Regions from separate parts of the Sus scrofa genome. Here region 1 is linked to region 2. Evidence: chromatin contacts called from public Hi-C data. All regions are on one chromosome and are shown on one strand. The core of a region is the stretch at or near the end of the contact, and the rest is flanking DNA. Distances in the headings are between cores, read along the strand shown.

The links. A called contact is a pair of places that touch in the nucleus more often than the background predicts.
Region 1: a Hi-C map of liver shows a contact between it and region 2, with 2.1 times the contacts expected there. The contact joins the enhancer-like site here to the promoter of SEPHS1 in region 2. A contact is called at or near these places in 4 of 47 Hi-C or Micro-C datasets (embryonic fibroblasts, epiblast stem cells, heart right ventricle and 1 more) and 1 of 2 datasets of contacts at active chromatin or transcription factors (alveolar macrophages).

What each region holds. Positions count from the first base shown.
Region 1 is chr10:48,398,694-48,401,444 of Sscrofa11.1, forward strand. No RefSeq gene overlaps it. Among named protein-coding and RNA genes, the nearest start is that of PHYH, 10 kb to the right of the region's middle. Within about 2 kb of position 1,373, at least 1 of the 83 cell types and tissues checked has an H3K27ac peak or open chromatin away from gene starts, as enhancers often do. A contact at or near this core is called in liver, where this site is marked.
Region 2 is chr10:48,358,127-48,360,938 of Sscrofa11.1, forward strand. It overlaps SEPHS1 (selenide, water dikinase 1), which reads left to right and starts at 1,253. Exons shown (of 9, transcript XM_021064859.1): 1 at 1,253-1,569.

The DNA.
Region 1 (2,751 bases), core at 123-2,622, 41 kb after region 2:
ATCATGAAGAAATGAAAACATGTTTATGAGCTGAGATATTCTGACAGTAACTCTTTAAAAGAAATAAGAAATGAGAGAGGGAAAAAAAACGAGATACAAAGTCAGCTATCTGTAGATATTGGATGGAAAAGAGATCTTACAGAAAGAATTTCTAGTTCTTGTTTTGTTTTGTTTTTGTCTTTTTGCCACTTCTTAGGCCGCTCCTGTGGCACATGGAGGTTCCCAGGTTAGGGGTCGAATTGGAGCTGTAGCCACCGGCCTATGACAGAGCCACAGCTACGCGGTATCCGAGCTGAGTCTGCAACCTACACCACAGCTCACGGCAACCCCAGATCCTTAACCCACTGAGCAAGGTCAGGGATCGAACCCACAACCTCATGGTTCCTAGTCGGATTCATTAACCACTGAGCCACAACGGGAACTCCAGAATTTCTAGTTCTTACAGACACTATGGAAAACAGTACAAAGGTACCTCAAAAAATTAAAAATATAACTACCCTATGATCCAGCAATCCCAATTTGAGGTACTTATGCAAATAAACTGAAATCTGGATTTTTGAAGAGATACCTACACACCCATTTCACTGCAGCATTATTACAATAGCCAAGATATGGAAACAACCTATATGTCCAGGATGGATGAATGGATAAGGAAGATGGGGTATATACATACAAAGGAATGTTATTCAACCTTAAGAAAGAAGAAAATCCTGCCATCTGCAACAACATGCCAAAACCCTGAGGGCATTCTGCTGAGTGAAATAAGCTAATCCCAGAAGGACAAATACCACCTGATACCACTTGTACGTGGTATCTAAGAGTCCAACTTGGAGTTCCCATTGTGGCACAGCAGAAATAAATCTGAATGGGAACCGTGAAGTTGCGGGTTCGATCCCTGGCCTTGCTCAGTGGGTTAAGGATCTGCTGTTGCCGTGAGCTGTGGTGTAGGTTGCAGACGAGGCTCAGATCCTGTGTTGCTGTGGCTGTGGTGTGGGCCCGCAGCTATAGCTCCAATTTGACCCCTAGCCTGGGAACCTCCATATGCTGTGGGTGTGGCCCTAAAAAGCAAAAAAGTATAAAAGAGTCAAACTTGGAGTTCCCTCATGGTGCAGCAGGTTAAGGATCTGGTGGTGTCACTGCAGCAGCTTAGGTCCTGCTGGGGCACAGGTTCCATCCCTGGTCTGGGAACTTCGACATGCCACCAGCGCCTCCTAATAATAATAATAATAATAATAAAGAGAGTCAAACTCATGGAAGCATGGAGGAGGATGGCTGCTGGGGGCTGAGCGGGAATGGGAGAGGTGGGGGGTGGAGAGATGAGTCCAAGGGTACAAAGTTTCAGTGTCAGCTACACGCACTCTGCTGTGTTGTGTATTTCTAGAGCTGTTTATCCTGCTGACACTGCTTCATTGCATATTAAAAATTTGCTAAGGGGGTGGATCTTCTGTCCTGTCCTTATTTCCCTGCCCCACCTTCTTCCCCCCCAGGCCTCAAAGAGATAGAGTATGGGAGAAAATTGAGAGGTGATGGTTTCCCATTACACATCTCCAAACCCATCAAATTGTTAAAAAAACAAAAAACAAAACCAACAAAAAACTAGCTTCTTTAGAAAATTTATTTATTTGTCTTTTTCAGGCCATGCCCAAGGCACATGGAATTTCCCAGGCTAGGAGTCGAATCAGAGCTTCAGCTGCCTACACCACAGCTCACAGCAACACCAGATCCTTAATCCACTCAGCAAGGCCAGGGATCAAACTTGCACCCTCATGGATACTAGTCAGGCTTGTTACCTCTAAACCATGATGAGGGGGATTCCAAGAAATTTAAAATTATACTAGACCATGGTTTAGACATTTCATGGAGTCATTTACTTCCTACACTTTTTAAAAAAATGACCAGCCAAACCGAAACTGACAGCACTTATGACTTGAACCGGATTGGGACTTAAACCCACAGTTTTTAAATTAGAATCACTCACCTGGTGCCTGAATTTACTGAGGTTCATGAACTTTGCGCATCAGCACAGAAGGAATTCAGCAAGTGACAAAGTGACAGGCAAGAAGTAGATTTGTTAAGATAGGATGCTTGTGGAGTTCCCGTCGTGGCGCAGTGGTTAACGAATCCGACTAGGAACCATGAGGTTGCGGGTTCAGTCCCTGCCCTTGCTCAGTGGGTTAACGATCTGGCGTTGCCGTGAGCTGTGGTGTAGGTTGCAGACTCGGCTCGGATCCCGCGTTGCTGTGGCTCTGGCGTAGGCCGGTGGCTACAGCTCCGATTCAACCCCTAGCCTGGGAACCTCCATATGCCTCGGGAGCGGCCCAGGAAATAGCAACAACAACAACAACAACAACAAAAAGACAAAAGACAAAAAAAAAAAAAAAAAAAAAAAAAAAAGATAGGATGCTTGTGAGAGATGCAAGCAGGTGGCCAAGGAGGTTCTGCCCTGAGGATTATGTGGGCTACAGTTTTATGATCCAAGGGGAGGGGCGGCTGGGTGGAAGGGGTGGGGAGACATCTCTTTTCTTTCTTAAAGGGTAATAACTTCTCCTTGTTATCCAGTAAAAGAGTATTTGACCCTATAAGGTCAAACTAGGACTCGGTGCTTCATGGTGCTTATTCAAATCAGCGGTAGGGTGGTCTTTAAACTCCTGCCCTTGGTCTGAACCTGAATGTGCGTCTCACCCCATCCCATGCACAATAAATAACCTGAGGCAAATCTTGTGCCTCCACTAGTCAAGCAAGCCTGCCTCA
Region 2 (2,812 bases), core at 3-2,502:
CAGCCCCCCCGGATCTTTCTTTCTAGTTGTGATTTTTTTTTGCCAAAAAATAAACAAACACACAATACCAAAACGCTACAGAACTGATTTTAAAAGGGAGGGGATAAGAGGAATTAAGATACCTGCAGCCTCCTTCCCCCACTCTGGAGGTCTGGGGTGTTGGCTGGGTTTGTGTATACATGCCTTTCCACAAGGCGATTCAGAGACAAATCTAGGTTTGTCAACCACAGGGTTGCCACTCTTACAAAAGCCCAAAGCATGACATTAAAGACTCCAGGCTATTCTGTTTTTTCCTAACTTACTATAGGGATACGCAGAAAGGACAGAGAAAGAGGAGCCTGCAGCAACCCGGTCACGACTGCATCCTCACCTAGATCAAAACCCTGGGGAACTGTTAAGCAGAAATTTCCAGAATGAAATGGGCATCTGCGTGTCCTGCCAACCTGACAACATAACCTAAAGCACTTCTGCCCCCACACAGATTTGGAAAATGATGAACACCCTCCAGAAAAGTTTGGTCGGCATTCCTCCCCACGCCTCGGTTTTAAGGGAAGCCCTAAAAGACGTCGTAGGAAAGCACCTTGCTTTATTTTATTCAGCATTGCACTAGAAAGTTGAAAATCTGAAAAAAGTAATTTCACAAGCTGAGGCGCTCCTGTGAGTGTGACTTCAAACACATCCACTATGAGGCTGCCATGTTTACTTGGACCTGCGGAGGGCAAACAATGTAACCGAGGAACCTGAAGCTGACTTCCTACCAAGCATATGAAACCTTCAAGAAACTTTGCAGGACGTGTGCGTGTTCACTAAGGCTCACGTTAATTCCCTCAGCCAGGGTGAACAATAGAAGGGAGACGATGGAAGTCGTTATTAACCAAGCGCGCCGTCTGAGTTTCCAAGTCCTTCATCGCAGCAGAGGGAGCCTTCCCTCTGCTCCTACTCTATTTGCAAGTTGTTTCCCAGATTACTGTCTGGCGTTGGAAAGCACTCGCGCGGGGAACAGGTACAGCGTCCGGCAGAACGCAGCGCGGTCGAGCCCGCCAGGTTTGGGGAAACATTCCCAGCCTTTCCAGCGGGTCAAGGAAAAGGAGGTGGCCCGGGCGCCAAAGGCTGCTGCCAATGCAACTCGCAACTTTTGAAATCAATCCTTTTTGCATCATGCAACGGATGCCACCGCTCCTCGGGTTTGCAACCCCCCACCCTTCCCCCGAGACCAATCATTGCCGCGCTCGGGCCTGCACATCGCCCCCGCCCCCTTCCCGGGCCGCACGCAGCCACCGAGCCGCTCAGGCCGCGGCTCACCGCCTCTTAAAGGGAGGGAGCCGGCCCTTAAAGGCCCCTCGCTCGCAGCGCACGGTGGAGCGCGGCGGCCCGGTTCCCGGCAGGGGCCCGCCGAGCCAGGCTGAGCCCCCGCGGCGCCCAGGCGCGGCCCAGGGTCCTCCCGCCCTCCGCCGCCTGGAGCGGCCTTTTTATTCAGGCGACGCTTAAGGGAGCCCGGCCGCGCCCGGTGCATTGTGGGAGCGGCGGAGTCCCGTTCGCGGGAGGAGGCGGAGGGCGCAAAGCGAACCGGTAAGCGCCTGGTTCAGGGAGGGGGGGCGAGACACCAAGCTTAAAGGGGAATATTCGTCCGCAGGCCCAGGGCGGCCGTGCGGATCCCCCCGCGGGCCGCCCGGGCGCCGCGGGAGCCGTGCACGGCCGGCGCTCTGCAGCGCTGCCTGGAGAGGGGCCGAGCCAGGGCTTGGTGGGGCCGCTTTAAAAAAGAAGCACCGCCCGCGCCGCCGCCGCCGCCGCGCGGGGCCGGGGAAGGAGGGAGGGAGGAGAGGGCGGGGGAGGAGTGGAGGGGGAGGGCGGCGGCGGCGACGCAGGGGTTAATTTTTTCGCCCGCCGACATTTTTGTGCTGCGGCGGCGGCGGCCCGCGCGCGCGGCGGGAGAGCCCAGCCCGGTCTCCCGGGCGCGGCGCGCGGCGCCTCCGGGCCCTCCCCACCCCCACCCCCACCCCCGCCCGCGGGGGCCGCCTGACCCCGGACGCCCCGACCTGGCCAGGCCGCGAGTCAGGGGACCCGCAGCGGCCGGTGGGCTGTGCGCGCCTCGCGCCCTCCCCGTGGCCTGGGCCGCACGGTTCCCGCCGCAGCCACCGGGACAGAGGGCGGGCGGGCATGGCCCCGCCGGCCGTCCCGCTCCGCCTCCGCCCGGCTGCGCCGCACAAAGAGCCCGGGCCCGGGTTGCCTTTAAAGGCGGCAGCCGGGGATTTAAGGTGTCCCCGCGTGCTGCACTCGGCGCTCCGGCAGCCGCCTCGACGCGTGCTTCCCCGAGGGCGCCTGGCCCCTTCGTCCACCTCGCCGCGTCCCCCCCATTGCTTATTTCCTGGGCTTAGGGACCTGGGGGGAGGTAGGTACCGGGCCGCGGCTGCCCCCTCTCCCGCCCCCACTTACCCCGGCTCTGCGACCCGCCTAGCGCCCTCGTTTGAAAAAACTTAAACGTGGCCGAGAAGGAAAGGGTTAACTGTCGTCTTTAAATATTCATGGCATTGTTTTAAAGGTGTAAACTGGCGACTTTGGGGTCCGGATCGTCTGCTTATTATGCAGAACCCCCCCCACCATTAATTACTCACTTCCCCAAGTCACCCCCTCTTCTCATCCCCTCCAAAAAATGTAGAGTTTATTTTTTTAGGGTTCGGATGGGTGATGTGTGTGATTTAAGTCTCTCGTTCCATTTGGAATTTTAAAACTCCTGAGTGCCTTCTGGGCTGAAGGTGTTTTAAACTTTTTCCCCTTAAAAGTCTGGGAAGATTTAAAGAAGTTAGTCCTCCAA